Regions from separate parts of the Mus musculus genome. Here region 2 is linked to region 1. The links are chromatin contacts, called in public HiChIP or PLAC-seq maps. All regions are on one chromosome and are shown on one strand. The core of a region is the stretch at or near the end of the contact, and the rest is flanking DNA. Distances in the headings are between cores, read along the strand shown. Region 1 holds the start of Prtn3 (proteinase 3). Region 2 holds the start of Efna2 (ephrin A2).

Region 1 (4,838 bases), core at 645-3,144:
TGTAGAAGCTCAGTGCATTCTCTCTGAAGAGCGGGGACGCTGGGGACTCTACCACCCAGGGAACCCTGAAGTGCACAAAAGATGCTGAGGACTCGGGGTCATGGCCTCAAGCAGGAAGGGGCGGGGGAAGGATTGGCGATGGTCCGATGGTCCAGAGTCATGCAGCCGTTGTGTTGTGTAAGAAGTCCGGGAACAGAGAGGCAAGTCCCGGAAGCCTGCGGACCTCTGCCAGCGGCAAGGCTTCATTTCAAAATGAAACCACACAACCTTTTCTTTCTCTCTTTTCCTTTTTTCCAGCCCCCCAGGTCTGTGGTTTCTTTCTCTTCGTGTGGTTTATTCTTTTAACTTAATGAATTTCCTTCCTTATTTATGAGCCACTGAGATGGCTCAGTGGGGAAAGGCGCTTGCTGCCAAACCTCAGGGTCTCTGTTCAGTTCTGGGGACTCACACAGTGGACGGAGAGAACTTACTCTTGACTGTTATCCTCCGACCCGCTGTGCAGACACGACACACATGCACACATGGAGAAGTTCGTTCATATAGGAATGAATGCATTAACTTTGTACTCCTGGGATGGAACTCAGGGCCTTATGCAGCCTAAGCAAGTGCTCAATACTTGGCTGTATCCCAGTGTTCTATGGGTTTAGACTATTTCATTTATTGATTTTTTTTTTTTTAGGTTTGAGACAGGGTTTCTGTGTAGCCCTGGCTGTCCAGGAACTCGCTCTGTAGACCAGGCTGGCCTCGAACTCACAAGAGCTCCTCTTGCCTCTGCCTCCTGAGTGCTGGGATTAAATGCGTGTGCCACCATTGCTGTGCTAGACTATTTTATAATAAATGAATATATTTGCTCTGTGATCCCAGCACAGAGGCAGGAGGATTGATGTTGGTTTGGGATTTAATAAACAGGGGTGGATGGGGAGGGAAAGGGCCAGATAGCTCAGTGGGTAAAGCACTATGGCAGAAGGGAGGGCTGCAGTTCCAGTCCCCAGAACCCGTGTCCACAGCGGAGACAGCCTCCTGTATTTCCGAGCATTTGTGTAAGGAGGCCCAGAAGAAGACAGGGACACCTCTCCCCCAACAAGCTAGAGAGCTGATTGACTGAAACCTTAGAGAGAGCCCCTGCCTCAATATAAGGTGGAGAGTCACTGAGGAAGATACCTTGTGTCAACCTCAGGCCACTCTATGCATGTGCATCCACACATGCCTATGCAGAAAGAAAGAAAGAAAGAAAGAAAGAAAGAAAGAAAGAAAGAAAGAAAGAAAGAAAGAGAGAGAGAGAGAGAGAAAGAAAGATTAAAAAATTTAAGATATATAAATTAAAAAGAAATAAAACACACACACAATATATATATTTATATGAAAAAAAACCAGTAAAGAGAAAAGAATAGGAAATTATCCCAGTGCAGAAGTGCATACTTGTCATCCGAGCGTGCAGGAGGCTGAGGCAGAAGGAACCTTGGATACGTGGTGAGTTCATGGCTAGCCAGGGTTACATGCAACCCTGTTTAAAATGAACACACATACACACACACACACACACACACACACACACACACACTACAACATTAGAGGAGAAATAATGAACTCCCAAAGTAAAATCTAGGCAGGTTATTAATGGGGAGGGTCATCGATGGGGGGTGTATCACAGGATCTGTGGATCATAGCTGAGTGGGTACTAAAGTGGCTTGTCCCAGGACCCTCAGCACGCTCTGGGTGGCAGAGGGCTTCCTGTGCCTCCAGAGAGACCCCCTGCGTCCTGCCCTACTGCAAACATTCCTGGGCCCCCAAACTGGAAGGAGGAAGTGGGACCCACAGCCCAGCCTTTAGCCACTGTTCAACGGCTCCCGGCAGAGCTGGGCTATAAGAGGGCCCCAGCAAGCAGGATGCCAGGAGCCTGGCCATGGCTGGAAGCTACCCATCCCCCAAGGGGATCCATCCCTTCCTGCTGCTTGCCCTGGTGGTTGGTGGTGAGTGTGTGTGTGGGTGGGGGGGTGGGGAGCTGTTCATTAACCAGCACCTTCCTAGAATAGCTGGGAAGGTCAGGGCATCCCCTGGTTAAATGCTTGGGAAGGAAAGAATGAGAGGGGGCATTGACTGCTTTCCTTCTGTTTTAGGGTTCTTTTTTAGACAGAGTCTTAAGTAGCCCAGGCTGGCCTTTGCTACATTATAGCAAATCAGCTTTGACCTCCTGGCCCTCATGCCTCATCTCAGTACTGGGGTAGCAAGCTCCCATGCTGTGTTTCTGTGGCACTGGATGTGGGACCTAGGGCTTTGTGCGTGTAAGCCACGACTCTACCCACTGAACCCAACACCAGCTTCAGCCCTTGATGGGTTCTTACTGTATGTGTGCCGCCCACGGACTCTCACTGCAGGGAGGAATTTCCAGGGAATCAGGAATTACCAGCCAAGCTGAATGGCGCACATCTTTAATCCCAGCAGTTGGGAGGCAGAGGCATGCAGATCTCGCTGAGTTCAAGGCCACCCTGGACCACAGTGTGAGACACTATCTCAAAACAAAATAATACGTGTAGACTCAAGTCAGCCCCCGACTCCTCCCCAGGCACAGGTCACTTTAAAACCATAGGTAGAACAGACTGTGGCTCTCATGGCTGGAACCCTTCAGGCTGCATTCCTGACACCTACTTCCCCTAGGCGCAGTCCAGGCCTCCAAGATTGTAGGTGGGCACGAGGCTCGGCCCCACTCTCGGCCTTATGTGGCATCCCTGCAGCTGAGCAGGTTCCCTGGGAGCCACTTCTGTGGTGGCACCCTGATCCACCCGAGATTCGTGCTGACAGCCGCCCACTGCCTGCAGGACATGTGAGTTCAGGAGACAGCGAGGGAGTGGCAGGTCTGAACTGACAGCAAAGCCCTGGATGGGTACCTCATAGTCTCTTCCCCTTCCAAAGGCTCCCTCTAGACCTGCCTCAGCTCTTCCCCATGCGTTCTCCAGGAGATTATTTCAACAGAGACTTTCTCTCACCTAGAATCCCCCAGTGAAGGGGATAGGGGAGTGGTTAGGGTAAATATCCCTTCTAGAATTCCCCAGGGAAGGGTCTGTGGGCACGGTCAGGGTAGAGTTCCTCCTACCTGCCTAGAATCCCCCAGTGAGCGACTAGGGGGCGTGGTTATGGTAGAGCCCCACCTGGATTCCTCCCAGAGGGCGTGGTCAGGGGTGGAGCACTTGGTAACGTGTTGAAGGATCGATCCGGGTTCCATCCCTTTCCCTACAACAAACAACATCCCACAACCTTCACTGCAGCTCCTGGCAGCTTGTGACAGTGGTGCTGGGTGCCCACGACCTGCTGAGCTCGGAGCCTGAGCAGCAGAAGTTCACCATCAGTCAGGTCTTCCAGAACAATTACAACCCCGAGGAGAACCTCAATGACGTGCTTCTCCTCCAGGTAGGTCGGGTTCTGGGGATCCATTGCTGCAGAAGACACGTAGGGAAAACCTACTGTGTGCCATGCTAGGACCATGGAGCCGTCATAGTGTGGGACCCGGGTCTGTCCCTTAGCTTCTGACCTGGCTGGCTGTGTTTCCTGTCTGGTGCGCTTGGTTAGTGGTCCTGTTAGACCTGGGCCTGGGGTTAAGCCTGTGGCTAGCTTGAGGTTTGGGGTTAAGGTTACTAGAGCCAAGATCAGATATAGGATAAGGATGGTTAAATTAGGGTTCGATCTAAGTCCTGGTGGAGGGGTATGGCCTATGGTCCACATGATGCTAACTTTAGGATTGCTGCTTGGACTCGGCCCAGGCTGAGAGCTAAGGGTAAGGCTAAGTTTTGGTTACCGTTATGGCTAATGACTAGGCCATGGGTAGGGCTCAGTTAGGCTTAGGGCTATGGTCAGTGTTTAGTTAAAGGGGAAACTGAGCCTGAGTAAGGGTCTGGGTCAGAATTAAAGTTAAGGCATTGAATTGAGTTTGGGCACTGCACAGCATTCAATGTGACCTCTTGTTATCTTTACTCTGCACCATGCCGGACATATCAACAGCTCTCTACAGAGCTTCCTCCAAAGGGCTAAGACTGTTCACCAAAGACGTTTTGAAGCTCTGCACAGATCAGGGTATTCAGCTGCTGCACTCCAAGCGCCGGGGATATGGGGTTTCTAGAAAGGGCAAAAGAGTGGAAGAGACGAGTCCTCACGTCCTTTTTTCCTATAGCTAAACCGGACAGCCTCCCTGGGCAAGGAGGTGGCGGTGGCTTCTCTGCCCCAGCAGGACCAGACTCTGTCCCAGGGCACCCAGTGCCTGGCCATGGGCTGGGGTCGCCTGGGCACCCAAGCACCCACGCCCCGTGTGCTGCAGGAACTGAACGTCACGGTGGTCACCTTCCTATGCCGGGAACACAACGTGTGCACGCTGGTGCCACGGAGGGCAGCAGGCATATGCTTCGTGAGTACTCAGCTCGGTCGCAGGAGGCGTGGCCTGTGATGGATCCCCATGAAGGGCGGGTCCAAGGGCGAGGCGATTCTTTGGGACGGGGCCTGCGGTGGGGCTGGCTTATGATTCGGTTCCGTGGCCTGTGGGGGAGGGCGAGCCTTATGGAAGGTGGGGGTCATCGGAGGGGCAGATCCCAGCTGACTGTGGGTCCCTAGAAATCTGGATGTCTGGGGTGGAGAGATGGGGATGCCTGGGCTAGAAGGAGGGCTAGTGGGTGACCTGGAGGGTGGGCTCCATGGGCTGGGAGGCGGGCTCTTGGAGGGCAGGGTTTTGCGGAGCCCGGGTTTCGAGGATAAGTGACATCTGAGAAAGTTGGGCATCTGAATATGGCTGCACTGCCTGTCTGTCCCATTCTCACGCATGGTCTGTACCCATCTCCAAGCACCAGTTGTGGCGA
Region 2 (4,838 bases), core at 1,079-3,578, 300 kb after region 1:
GTGGGAGGGTATAGAAAAGGGAGGAGGGAGTGCTTGCATTGAGAAGAGAAGAAGGCAAGAGGGAGGGAGGATTTCCTCTGAGGTTCTGTTTGCCAGTAATGCAAAGATTATTATTTCTTTGGGCTCCAGTGGGTGCCTATTGCTTGGGTTGGGCAAATATCTACCCTGTCCTTACTCTGCAGGTGGCAAGCTAGAAGGGGGGCACTTGTGGGATCCATAACCCACCCCCAACTCCCAACTGCCCAGCCCTGTCTCAGCTCAGGCGGGCAATTTGGTACAATTTATTCTGTAATGAGAAATTTCTCTCGGCATAATTTTAGCCTCCTGCCTGGCAATGTGGCCTTTGATGGCTGTAGAGTCACCAGACACTGAGATCAGGAGCCTGAGGCTTTGCCCTGTGTACCAGAGTGGCATGGGTGGGGCATGGGTGACCAACCAGGGTTGATGAGTGAAGCCTGGAGACAGGGTTGGCCCAGGGCCACTGAAGACCGTCAGTGTGGGTTTGAATCATAGGGTGAGCAATGGCCTGAGCACACAGCCCCAGCAGATGGTTGAAGGACCCAGATATCCCATAACAGATCTCACCTGATGGATCTGAAGCCACCTTTGACCCTGGTAACTCCTGACCTTCATTGATGCTTGTCTCCATGGTAGGCCCCTGACCTCTGACTATCTCCAAGGCAGGGTCTTATTTCCAGTGACCACTGGCCTCATGGTCTGAGGCAGGATGCCTGCGGAGGGCATGGGACTTCCTAGGCTCCCTGTCACTATGGTGGCCAGGCAGGGCTCCCTGGAACAAAAGGCCTTCTGAGGCCCTGCTCTCCCCTCATCTGTGTGTCCTCAGGAGCGACAGGCAGGCTTGGGAGGTAGAGTGGGGGACAGCCGCCTTTGTTCCTGTCCTCACTCTGGATCTGACCTTGAGACAACAGACAAGAACAGAAGGCAAAGCTTTCTGCTCAAATCCACTGGCGGCAGGCAGCTCTCAACTCGGTGGCCCCAGCATGCAAATGAGGCCTGGTGATGTGGCCTCCTTGCTAGGTGTCCTTGTGACTGGCCCTGGTGATTGAGAACCTAACAGATACAGTCTAGTAGATGAGACTACCCTCTTGGTTGCCCTCCCCATTGCAAAGGGGGTGCTCATGTCCCAGACAGGGCAGCTCCCCAACATTCACCTTTATGGGCAGAATGCTTAGACATGTGGCCCTGTGTCCTGTGGGTGCCACCAGGGCTTGACCTGGAAATCCCAGAATACCCTTGACAGCCAAGTTCAGGTCCCCAAGTAAAGCCGGGCCTACAAAGAGGAGAGACATATTTCAGTGGAGAGTGGGGACAGAGCACTTCCAGGTCTGGGTAAAGATTTCACATCTGTGCCCACCCAGTGTGTGTGTGTGTGTGTGTGTGTGTACACACAAGCACAAGTGAACACATGTTTATGTGTGTGGCATGTGGGGAACTTGTCACAGAAGGCCACATATCTAATTTCTACAGTGCCACCCTGGCCTTTTTGGTCCCAGGTAATAATAACACTGGCCAGCTTTAGCTTTTCCCAGTCCGCACACAGAAGGACATTTTAGAATCCAACTGCTCTGTGGTCCCCAACACCAAGCACAGGACCCAGCAAGTGAAAAACAAGCCAGCAAACCCATCTGGTTCACACAGCTCTGATCTAGGTGTTGTAGGGAAAGCCCTCCCTGAGCGAGCAAGCGAGCGAGTGTCCTTTCACCTGCCAGGAATTGGGGTGATTCCCAGAGTTCCTGAAGTGACTCCCAGAGGCCTCAAGGATGTACAGTCGAGGAGGATGGAAAGCTAGGAAAGGGTGACTTGGAACTTTAGTTCTTTTCTGCTGCGGTTTCATGTAGCCCAGGTTGGCCTAGAACCCTCTATGTAGCCGAGGATGACCTTGAATGTCTGATCCTTCTGCCTCAGCCTCCCGAATGCTGGGAGGGCAGGTGTGCACCACCACAACTGGCCTACGACTTCTTTGTTTTATCAGATCTGATCTGACACTGTAGCCTAGGATGGCCTGGAACTCGCGTCAATCCTCCTGCCTCAGCCTCCTAAGTACTGAGATGCCAGGCGCGGCGCAAACAAGCACTTCGCTACAACCTACCCAGGGTGGGGCCACAAAGCCCCCCCACCCCCGCACAAGCTCAGCGCTCTGGGGTCCCCTTCCCGATGCGGGAGGCTAGGGCGGGACCCTGGGGATCCGCGGCAGAGTCTGCGCGAGTCTGGCCGGGGCGGGGCCCGGGCAGAGGCTTGGAGGGTCCGGGGCGCGGCGGGAGGGGGCGCCCGCGACCCTCCAAGACGCTCCAGCGGGGACAAAGGCGAGGGGAGCCCCCGCGCCCGGGGAACCCGGGAGAGCGCCTTGCGCAGTGCACCGCTCGGGCCTCTGCCCCGCGCCGCCGTCGCCGCCGCCGCCGCCGCCGCCGCCGCCGCCTGGTTTCTCGGCGCCCGCGGTCTACGGCGGGGGCCGCGCGCAGAGGCGGGGCGGCAGATCTCCAAGCGCGCGCGGCGCTCCGCCCGCTCGGCGGCGGAGGCGGAGGCGGAGACGGCGGGGCCAGGCGGCGGCTGGAGAGCGAGGGAGCGAGCGCGGCGGCAGCACCGGGGCCATGGCGCCCGCGCAGCGCCCGCTGCTGCCGCTGCTGCTGCTGCTGCTGCCGCTGCGTGCGCGCAACGAGGACCCGGCCCGGGCCAACGCTGACCGATACGCAGTCTACTGGAACCGTAGCAACCCCAGGTGAGCTTGATTGGGGGAACCCCCGGGGACCCCAAGAGGCCCCAGCCCTGGGGATTGCAGCGCACGGACCTCCTCCTGAACTTCGGGGGTGCCTAGTATTCCCCCAAGAGCTCCTGGACTTTGGGGGAAGCCCTCTGCACCCTCAGACTCAGGAGTTCCTTCTCTGTACTTGCTTGGGGGACACCCTTGAACCCCTGGCCTCTTGGAGGAGGGAGCACCCTGGAGGGCTGAGGGTTTGGCAAATATCCCTGGGGACTTCCCTTCCACCCAAGGAATCCCCGGACTTGGCTCTTTTGAGAAGGTTCTGAGAGTCCTGTCTTTGGTTCTCCAGATGAACTTGGGGAAGTTACAAAATCCCCTTTCTACCCCTATGTTCACTCGTTCACTCCAAGGGGTGCTCCAATCCCCCAGACACTTTAGAGGAACAGAGGGGACCAGGCACCAAAGCGACGGAGGTCAGTTTGAGGGGTGCAGCCTAGGCTTATCGTTTTCCACCTTTGTAGCTGCGGGGGGAAACTGAGGTGCAGGAGCCAGGAGGGGCTGCCTCAAGGTCATGCCCAGAGAACTGGTGCTAGGGCTGGAGACCCTGGTGGTACCCAGCCTGCCACACCCAGCAAGGCACCGGGTCCTGCCTGTCTGTTTGGTGGCACCCCATGGGTCAGACCCTGCCAGGCACTGGGTACAGTCAGGGGACACAGCAGAAGCCACTGTTACAGGCTGAGTAAAAAGTTTACAGCCACTGACCACATTCTGGAAAGCATAGAACCTTCCGGGTCAGAAGGGTCTCAGAAGTGGGGGCATGCTGGAGGGTGTCTTGGGAGATAGGCTTTGGGGTTCCAAGGCTTGGGTGCAGTATAGATCGAGAGTCCCCATGTGTCCGAGGCTGGCCAGTGAGGAACTTAGTTGATGGATCAGCCAAGCTGCCCTCTTGATCCATCAACAGAAAGTTGCAAAAAAAAGGTGGTCTTTGAGGCAAGCTGTGGCACAAGGGCCAACAGTGTCTCTCGGTGGGAGTGGGAGCTCTCTGTCCCCTACCATCAAGGCAGAGCTGTGAGGTCAGCTCCTTTGGGCTGAGGGCAGGGACCCCAGGTCCTCTCAGCAACCTGGCAGGACCATCGCTCAGTGGGCCCCCTACCCCCACGGCCCGCCAGCTACACTGGTCACATGTGGGTTTGATTAACACTCAGTGGCCGTGCAGGGAGCAGGGTGAGACTTCCTTGGCCTAAGTTTTCTAGTTTTAGCTTGTGGAGTCTCTGTCCCCAGTATGGCCTGTCCTTTGTCTGGAAAAAGCACAGAGGATGGAGGGAGGGGGTATGGAGAAGAAGGAAAAGGGTCATGGCTGCCCCTAATGGCCTTACTTGCCGTGGAGACACGGTCATGGGGCTGCAGGCTGGAACCCTGACTCTGGAAGGATGGAGGTGTCCCCTGCCACCACCAGGGTCCAGCTCAGGCTTGCCACCTCCTGTTGCTGTGTATCAGGGCAGGCTGCCTGAGAGGACAGACAGCTAGGCAGGTAGCAGAGCCAACCCCTAAGGTTGTATGTGTGTGTGTGTGTGTGTGTGTGTGTGTGTGTGTGTGTGTGTGTGTATGTGTGTGTGTTTGGAGGGCTCCTAGGTCCTTGTCTCTTCCTTGGGTTTCTTTCTGTTGTTGACCCTGCTGAGCACCCGACAGTGGGGCCTGAGGACAGATGACCACCATACCCCAGCTTTACCCATGACATTGTCATTGGCACAGCACATGGTGGGGTGTGTGTGTGTGCTGTGGAATCTTAAGATTCAATGGGTGTTCGTGGGTGGGTGATACAGGGAAGATTCCAGGTTGGCATCTAAGGGGGCCCAGTATCAGGGTACAGTCTGGGGAGCTGAGGTACAGCAGGATGGGGATGACATAAAATGTAGGGGACGCTGGGACCCCGAGCTTGAGTATGGGTCACACACAAAAGACACTGTGAACACAAGTGGGGGAGGGGTGGACTTGTTCCAGAGCACCCACATCCGTGTAGGGTACAGTGCCTGTCCAACTAGGACGGGTATATACACACATCGGCCATGTTCTCTGCCACCGGGCCAGCCACAGCTGCCCAAAGGCTGTTGATTATGTG

Evidence for each region. HiChIP or PLAC-seq counts read pairs in DNA pulled down with a chosen protein or histone mark.
Region 2: a contact with region 1 is called in an H3K4me3 HiChIP or PLAC-seq map of neural tube, with 2.5 times the contacts expected there. The contact joins the promoter of Efna2 here to the promoter of Prtn3 in region 1. A contact is called at or near these places in 10 of 39 promoter capture datasets (cranial neural crest, embryonic stem cells, hematopoietic stem and progenitor cells and 5 more), 6 of 115 datasets of contacts at active chromatin or transcription factors (craniofacial prominence, embryonic midbrain, embryonic stem cells and 2 more) and 4 of 9 other capture datasets (adipose tissue, embryonic stem cells, liver and 1 more).

Annotation. Positions count from the first base shown.
Region 1 is chr10:79,877,773-79,882,610 of GRCm38.p6, forward strand. It overlaps Prtn3 (proteinase 3), which reads left to right and starts at 1,895. Exons shown (of 5, transcript NM_011178.2): 1 at 1,895-1,970; 2 at 2,656-2,821; 3 at 3,264-3,405; 4 at 4,163-4,393. The coding sequence starts at 1,904.
Region 2 is chr10:80,177,154-80,181,991 of GRCm38.p6, forward strand. It overlaps Efna2 (ephrin A2), which reads left to right and starts at 2,329. Exons shown (of 4, transcript NM_007909.3): 1 at 2,329-2,737. The coding sequence starts at 2,610.